Linked DNA regions of Sus scrofa: region 2 is linked to region 1. The links are chromatin contacts, called in public HiChIP or PLAC-seq maps. All regions are on one chromosome and are shown on one strand. Each heading gives the region's core, a stretch centred on a gene start, on an enhancer-like site or on the middle of the called end of the contact. The rest is flanking DNA. Distances are from core to core; before and after follow the strand shown.

Region 1 (3,833 bases), core at 370-2,869:
ACCCAAGAACCAAGGACACAGTAATATGAATCTTTAAAAGATGAGATAATCCTACAACACATTTTGATGCACCGCAATGTATTAAAAATATATAGTCCATATATTCATTTTATTTTCTCTATGTATTACATATTGCATAGTAATTAACATAATATATGATTCATTTTTGTATGTTTATAACATACAAAGTCTATTATTTACCTATGTATACTTACCTGTGTCTCTATTTTGAAACACCAGTAACCTATTGTCAATAAATATCGATCGGATCTTGCCGATTTCAGCTTCTTTTGACCACTACTTAAAGGAATTATGTGGCTTAAGCTGAACTATCCTTTATGCTGAGAACGAATTGATCTAACAAGGAAAAGTTAGACAGGTAAGTTGAGAAACGTTCAGATTAATTTTGACGAAATCAAGGCAAATTTTCTTTCTCCTATTAGTTCCCGGAGTCAAATTCCTTAAAGTCCCTGTTCTAGTAAAGTCCTGTATATCTACTGGTTTTCAAATAGGTGTGTGCAGGGCTGAACAGATAAAGGCGGAACTAACATTAACCCTTCACCAACCTACAGAATTGAAAAAGGTAACAGCGGTGAGCAAAAGTGGTGCTGGTAGACTCGCTCAATTCATTCTGCAATTCTAACTGAACCTTGGCATATCTTCGGAATGGCAAAAGGCATTAAGTTGCTAAGAGTCTTTTCACACTTATTCTTGCCTCAAAGCCAACAGTTTCTGGGACTTGTCCGGCCAGCAACCGGTTTCCTAAAGCCTCAAAAATGAAGGCGCGGGTGGATCACGGGTTCTCCAGCTATCTGCGCTCCCCAGGCGCCCTGTTCACCTTGCTCCTTAATGAGAGAGGGTCAGTGTCAGCTCTTCTTGACCCGAAGCTCTCGGGCTCCGGGGTGTGGGTAGTGAGCGCCTTGACCCACTTCGCATTCCCTGCGCCAAGCCAGGGCGGGCGGTACCGTGCGCCTAGCGGCCCTACAGGGGGCGAGGAGGAGCCGTAGTAGGTTCGCGGACCGGGAGCCCCGGGAGCCTCGCCGGGAGAGGAAAGGCCAGGCTCATCCACGGCTTGAGGGCAGCAGAGCGCGGGAATGGCCACCCGATGAGGCCGGAGCGCCCGAGGACGCTGGCGCTGTCAGACCCGAGTGGCGGCAGCTGACACCTGAGGGTCTCTGAGCGCGAAGCCCAAAACCGGGGTGAAGGGCGGCTTCCAAGGACAGGGAACCCCGGGAAGGCGCGGCTAGAAAGGCGAGGGCGGGGATCCCGGCGGCCGAGGCTTGGAAAACAGGCAGCCGCTGCCCGGGAGTGCAAAGTTGCTCCCAACCGAGCAGGGATCCAACTTTCGGTTCCCGATTTAGCCGGGGGAGAGCTGGGCTGCAAACAGCCGGGCGCGCTGGGGGAGCCGCCGACAGCTGCGCCTCCCGCTCCTTACCTGGCTAGTCCCTGGAGCAGAGCCTGGGCGGCGCTGGCCAAAGTTTGGGGAGTCAGCGGCGGGACGCGAGGGACACGGACGCGACGGCTCGACGGGCGCCAGACGCGAAAGCCTCGGCGGATCCGCGGGTCAGAAGGCTGCTGCGCGGATGCCGGGTCCCAGCGCTGGCAGCGGCTTTGACTAAAATAGGCATAGCGGAGACCGCAGCCAGGGCTGGGGCCGCACCGCGCACGCGCCCGGCGCCCCGGCGCCCCCCGGCGGGCGGAGTCCCCGGCCTTGGCCAGGACTCCCCGCCCGGCTCTTCCAAGTCGCCGCCGCGTCTGCACAAGCGTGGTACATTTGAAACACCCGCTTCTTTCTTTCCTGGTTTCCTCCCTACTTCTCGGTTCTGTCCTTGTTTGGGCATGAGTGGGGGGCGAGGAGCGTTTTGGGGTCAGCGGCGTTGGTTGCTCATCTCCGTGGGGATAACTCGAGCAACAGGGTTCTCGCAGAGAGAGCAATCAGGAATAGAAGAACTAGATCCTTCTTTTCCCCACAAAATCAAACGACCCATTCGCACAATTCCTTTCTGGGACAAACGCCAGCATCTCCGCACAAGCCGGAAGAACCGGGAGAGTGCGCAATCGGCGTCCGAGCATGGCAGCGAAGGTTGGCCGTTTGGTCCACAGGGACGCGGGACAGCGCCTCCGGGGACCCGGCAAGGAGCGGGAGCAAGCCAGCCCTGCTGCTGCAGGGGCACTTGGAAGGGCGCGTCGACCTGAGCCACGGTTTTATTTCCATAGAAGGAGGATACTTATCCGAAATTTACATTCTCGTGGAGGCGCCTGGCCCTCAGCTGTAGGCAAAGCTCCATCTGAATCTGGCACGTGTGTTTGGCATTGAAAACCAAGGTATGAAAGTATGGTCCAATCCATCATTACTTTTATAGAGGATCGTTCTTTTGGGTGAGGAATGCTGGGTGAATTAATGAAGAATTGGTATAGGGGAGGAGTTGGAGGACAAAAGAGTAAGTAAGGTTAGCTAGGCATTCAGTTTCCAGCCAGAAGTGTCCCGTGGACGGATAGAATTTGTGCTGATTATAAGAAGATGAGGTTTTTCCTGCGTGCCAAACATGACCTAAAGACCACAAGTACGTTATAAAGTGAGTACCTGGGTGTGCACACGCGCCAAGTCTGTCTAGTGGAGAAGCAGCGTCTTCAAGAACCTGGGCGATAGTGCTGCACAGGCCAGGTTTGAATCCTGCCTCTGCTACCAACTGACTGTGTGACCTTGGGGAAGTTACGTGGCTTTTCTGTGTCTGTTTCCTCTTGTGTTGAGGACTAAATGGCTAGATATATATAAGAGGCTTAGAATGGTGTGTGGTACATAGTAAATTCTATGTATGTGAATATATATTCTACTTACAAAGCTCTGTCTCTCACATTTGAAATTTGCTCTAACGGCCCAAGATTCATTTTCAAGGCTGCTTCTTCAGAGTCTTTTTCTTTTTAGCTGCTTGGCCAGCCATTTTGATAGCTACCACTACGTACATATTAAGTAAGGTTTAGTAATAAATGTGCATAAATCTATCTTTGCATGGATATTTGAGGATGGCTTATAATGACAAACACTGGAAATAATCTAAATTCTAACTATAGGGGACTAAGTAAATTATAGGACATCCAAACAATCTTGTTCTAAGCAGCCATTAAAATTGATTTATAAACAGATATTAGAGACATAATAACATCTGCTAATTATATAGAACAGAGGTTAGCAAACTCTGGCTCAAAGGCCTAGTCCACTGCCGATTTTTGCACAGCTCATGAGCTAAAATGGTTTTTACATTTTTTAATGGTCCAAATCACCAAAAGAAGAGTATTTCATGACATGTGAAAACGATATGAAACTCAAATTCACTGTCCATAAAGTTTAACTGGAACCCAGCCCCACGCTCGTTCATTTATGGCTGCTTTTGTGCCAAAAGGCAGCATTGAGGAGTTGTGGCAGAAACTATATGAACTTGCAAGGCCTAAAATATTTACAATCTGGGTCTTTACTGAAAAAAAGTGTACTGCCCCTTGATAGAGGATGTATTTTGTGCCAGGCAGTATTATACATGGTTCAGATATATTAAGCCATTGAATCCTCATGGAAAACTCTGTGAAGAAGTAGCTTCTGTTATTAATCTCCATTTTATAGCCAGGAAACTAAGATAACAGCAAGGTCGAGTAGGCTGCTCAGGCTCACACAGCTAGTGAGAAGCTGGGCCAGGATGTTAACCGGGCAGTGTAGTTCTGGAACTTACACTCTCGTCCGCTACCTATATAGTTTCTGCCACCTTCTATCACTGCCTACACTGCCTCCTGTACAAAGATGTTAAATAGAAAAAGGCAAGTTACAAGAGTGAGAAGAACAT
Region 2 (4,273 bases), core at 619-3,118, 40 kb after region 1:
TTCCCTATTCTCTACAGCTCATAATCCCAGCTGACCAACAACCGTAATTACCAAAAAATGATTTTAAGTGCAATTTGCAGGCTTGCAAATCTATTGTGGATATTTTCTAAAGCACTTTTGAAACTTCTTGCTTGTCATGTTGCTTACGTGTTGCTATGCTCATGTACAACAGCAAATGCTTCATAACCATTCTTGATCTTACCTGGGGACTGTTTCAAAATAAGCAGACCTGAATGCTGCAGTGTGTCAACCCTATTAGTCTTGTGATAAGAAGCATGGGATTTTGGTTTCCCATGACACATTTTTACTTAATAGCATAGACTGTCACCATTTAGAAACACAGGATGCACAATGATTCAGCTTTTTTGAGAGACTGATGAGATTAAAGAAACTCAACCATCAAAGGTCTCTCAGTTTATATGCATAAAATTTTAGGACCGATAACATCTTACTCTAGATTTCACTCAAACTGTGTATCCCAAACTCTTCAAAAGACAAACCGAGTCCCTCAGGGAAGGGAAGAGCCTTAAAGACCATCTGGGATCCACTGGACCACTTCATTTTGCAAATGTAGAAAGAGATCTAATTTTTGTTTATATTTTGTTTCACCTACTTCTTGTTTGGTTTTCCATTGCCACAAAGAACAATGCCAAGTTCCTGTACTGTCACACGAGGGGTATGTTCATGCAAGTCCCTGGTACTAAAAGTGACAGAAAATGGCCACCAAACCTTAGTATAAACAGACAGCAATAATTTTTTTAAAGCTGCTATAAAACTCACTTGGCAGTGTGCAAGCTTGCAAACTGAAAATGCCAAACCACGAAAGAATAAAAAGTTAGGAAGGAAGATTCTAGAAGTTTGGTAAATCAAGTTAGGTTTTACGTTCAAAAGCAGGCTTCTAGTTTCACTTTTCCATTTATTATTCACATATAGAACTTTTTCACTTTTTGCAAAATGTCCCCTAAAACTTTTTTTTTTTTTTTTGGTTATAGCTCTATTATTGCATTTGATTCTGTGCCTTTAATCTCTTGTAAAATACCGACACTTAAAATGTATCGTTACCTCTTCACCGATCTTGGTGAGGAGGTAATTTAGTGGTTTTCAAATATCTTTTCTCTCTCTATCCTCTCCCCACCCCCCACCCCCGCCGCAGGGGGATTCCCCAAATAGAGTATGCAGGTCAGCTTGACCTTGGATGAGGCCGCTTTCTGCGTCCCCAACTCAGCCGGAAAACCCTGCCCCAGTGAGACCCTATGCAGAGGGAAACTCCCCGCCGCTGCCCGACTCCCCCAAGGCGAACCTAAAGCTCTCGCGGTCCCCTGGACCAGCTTTTCTACCTAGGAAATTCGCCCCCCAAAGAGGGGAACTCCAGGGTGCTCATTGCAAGAGTGGGAGCGACAGCAGATCTGAGAGGAAGCTTCGCCTCTATGGGGCGGACCCCCGAGCGCCCACCCGCAGCAGCGACCGCCAGCCCTTCGAGCTCGAGCGGCGCGACGCCTACCTGAGGGCTCCCACTTAGCCCGAGCGGGGCCGGGAGCCGGGCGGCGCGGCCAGCCGGGGAGCACTGGCTGCGAAGGGGCTCTGAGCGGCCTGAGGCTCGCGGCCCCCACACTGGGGCAGGGCCCGGGCGGAGGCCGTGCGGGTCGAGCAGCCCCGGCTTCGCGATGAGCGAGGGTGCGGACGGCGGCGGGAGGCCGGGGCCGCGGCGCCCCGGCCCCTCCTTACCTGGATTCCTCGGCCCCTCGCGGAGCTCCAGCCTCTCACCCGCAGAAGTTTCCCAGCCGAAAGCGCCGGGCCCCGCCGGCAGGTGCCAAGCTCCTGACGCCGGGGTCGCGCGCTCCTGCCCGCCGCCCGCCCAGCGCCAGAGCTCTCAGTGACCGCAGCCCGGCTCCCGAGCGGCTCGGCGGCGCGGGTGGGGGCCGAGCCCGGGCGCGCGCCCCGTGGGCCGCGGGGAGGGCGGGGGCTGCCGTGCGGGCCGGGCGGCCGCAGCCTCGGGGGAGTCTCTGGACTGGTTATGAGCCTGGTGGCGGCGGCCGACCAAAGTTTGCAAAGACGGGTTTCCCGAGGTGAACACCGCTCACAGTTATAAAATGAACCTAGTCTTCGCTGTTATCCTAGGCAGAGAGCCATGGGGTGGCCTCCTGGGATGGGAAGCGACAGTACGTCTGCCCTCTCGCTCCCCACCCCCCCCACTGTAAACAAAATGAGATAAAGGACCCGAGCAGGGATGGGAATATTTGGGTGTATAGGACCGAGAGCGATTAATATCTTGATTCAAATCGATGAACGGCTCAAAAAAAGCAGAGAGATAAAGAGTATGGACAGTCATAGAAGGGAAAAACGTTAAATACAAATGATGAAAAAAAAAAGTTTAAATTAGTAATAAGCCGATGCATACAACTTAAGGCAAAAATCAAATGCATTTTTTCCTTCGATGAAGTTGGTGGGTTGGTTTGGTTTTGGTGGTCAAACCCTATGGTGGTTGATGAAGGAACAGCAAAAACCTACTCACTTTCAGGTTATAAAGCCGGGTTGGTGACATTGATTCCAGAAACATTTACTGAGTAATCATTGTCTCTTTTGAGGAATAACCACAGAAGTAGTACAAATGGTAAAACTAACCTCCTTTAATTGCCTCCTTTTGGCACTGAGGGCCAAAATATACCCATATTCCTACATCCCATATGTGGCCAGAAACCACTTGTCTTCCAAGCCTTCGCTCTTATGCTTCACTCTGGGAATTTACTCAGTAGTGTAGGAAATCTAGTTCAAACTGAATCTAGTCCATGGTATATACATATAACTTTGAAACAGTGCTAGGGAAGCGAGAAGATCATGAGGTTTGACATAAGCTGTATTCTATGTTTAGATTTTACTTCTTAGTGTAGTACATTACAATTTTTTTTAAAAGATTATACTCATGGTCATTTTTATTTAATTACTTACCTAATTAATTTTTATGGCTGCATATGGGAGTTTCTGGGCTAGGGGTCAGATCAGAGCTGCAGCTGCCAGTCTGCACTACAGCCACAGCAATACAGGACCCACGTGGAATCTGTGACTTATGCCACAGTTTGCATCAAGGTGGGATCCTTAAGCCACTGAGCCAGGCCAGGGATGGAACCCGCATATTCATGGACACTATGTCGGGTTTTTAACCCAGTGAGTCGCAACAGGAACTCCTCCTGGTCATTTTTAATTTAAAAACTCAGAAGCAACAAAGGTATGCTTATGTGATAGACAGATTGTAAGGTGGCTTCATGATTCCCACTACCTCCTGGTGTTCATGCCTTTGTGGGATCCCTCCCCTCCAGTGCAATTGGGACCTGACCTGCTTGTAAACAATAAATACAGCACAAGTGATGGATGTCACTCCTGTGATTACACTACATTACAAAGGACTCAGTCTTGCTGACACACTCTTTCTAGAGACTGTGCTTTCTGGCTTGATGAAGTAAGTGGCCATGCTGGGGAAGTCCATGAGGTGAGGAGATGCAGGTGGCCTCTAGGAGCTAAAAGCAGCCTCCAGACAATAGCCAGCAAGAAGCCAGGACCCTTGGGGTTCTACAAGGACAAGGAAATGAAACCTGTCCACCATCTAAGTGACCTTGGAGATGTTCTTCCCCAGACAAGCCTCCAGATGAGAATGCAGACCAGGAGACACCTTAATTTCAGTTTTGTGAAACCTTAAGCAGAGGACCCAGTTGAGCCATGCCTGGACTCCTGACCCACCCAAATTGTGTGTTATTTTAAGCCATTAAGTTTGCAGTAACTAAGATAGCTTGTAAGTGTTGTTCACCATGTTAATACACACAGCATACTCCCTTCTTTGATAAATTTTGTGTTAAATGTTGCTGTCCTGTTGCATTCTGACTTTTCTCTTTCTCCTTCACATACATGTCCTTGCCTTGATCCTCACTGCAGAATCTCCATGAGACAAAAACTAATGAAATGGTGCCCCATAGATCAGTCACGGGTCCAGGGCTGTCTTAGACTTCCAGCCACACTTCTGCTTCAAAAACTGTGTGTCTGAGATCCACAGCCTTTGGTATGGTCCTTGATGAAACTTCTGTGGCTGAATAGAAACAGTCAATTCAGCTTGCACAACTCAAGTGGTAACTGCAATGTGAGGAGTGTTTGTGGTAAAGAAGTAGTAGCAAACAAGTACTAAACTAGGTCTCATTTCATCTAGTGTGCTTACTTGTTAATTGCCCCTACTTCCAGGTATGAATCCAGCCTGGCTTGCTCACTATCCCCTTTTTTCATCCTTCCT

Evidence for each region. HiChIP or PLAC-seq counts read pairs in DNA pulled down with a chosen protein or histone mark.
Region 2: a contact with region 1 is called in an H3K27ac HiChIP or PLAC-seq map of skeletal muscle. The contact joins the promoter of POPDC3 here to the promoter of BVES in region 1. A contact is called at or near these places in 5 of 47 Hi-C or Micro-C datasets (fetal heart ventricle, fetal skeletal muscle, heart right ventricle and 1 more) and 1 of 2 datasets of contacts at active chromatin or transcription factors (skeletal muscle).

Annotation. Positions count from the first base shown.
Region 1 is chr1:71,358,636-71,362,468 of Sscrofa11.1, forward strand. It overlaps BVES (blood vessel epicardial substance), which reads right to left and starts at 1,620. Exons shown (of 8, transcript NM_001348416.1): 1 at 1,436-1,620. It overlaps LOC106508909, which reads left to right and starts at 777. Exons shown (of 6, transcript XM_021084573.1): 1 at 777-859; 2 at 954-1,137; 3 at 1,444-2,325. The coding sequence starts at 777. The coding sequence ends at 2,196.
Region 2 is chr1:71,398,266-71,402,538 of Sscrofa11.1, forward strand. It overlaps POPDC3 (popeye domain containing 3), which reads right to left and starts at 1,869. Exons shown (of 4, transcript NM_001144111.1): 1 at 1,726-1,869. All of the region lies in intron 3 of LOC106508909, which reads left to right.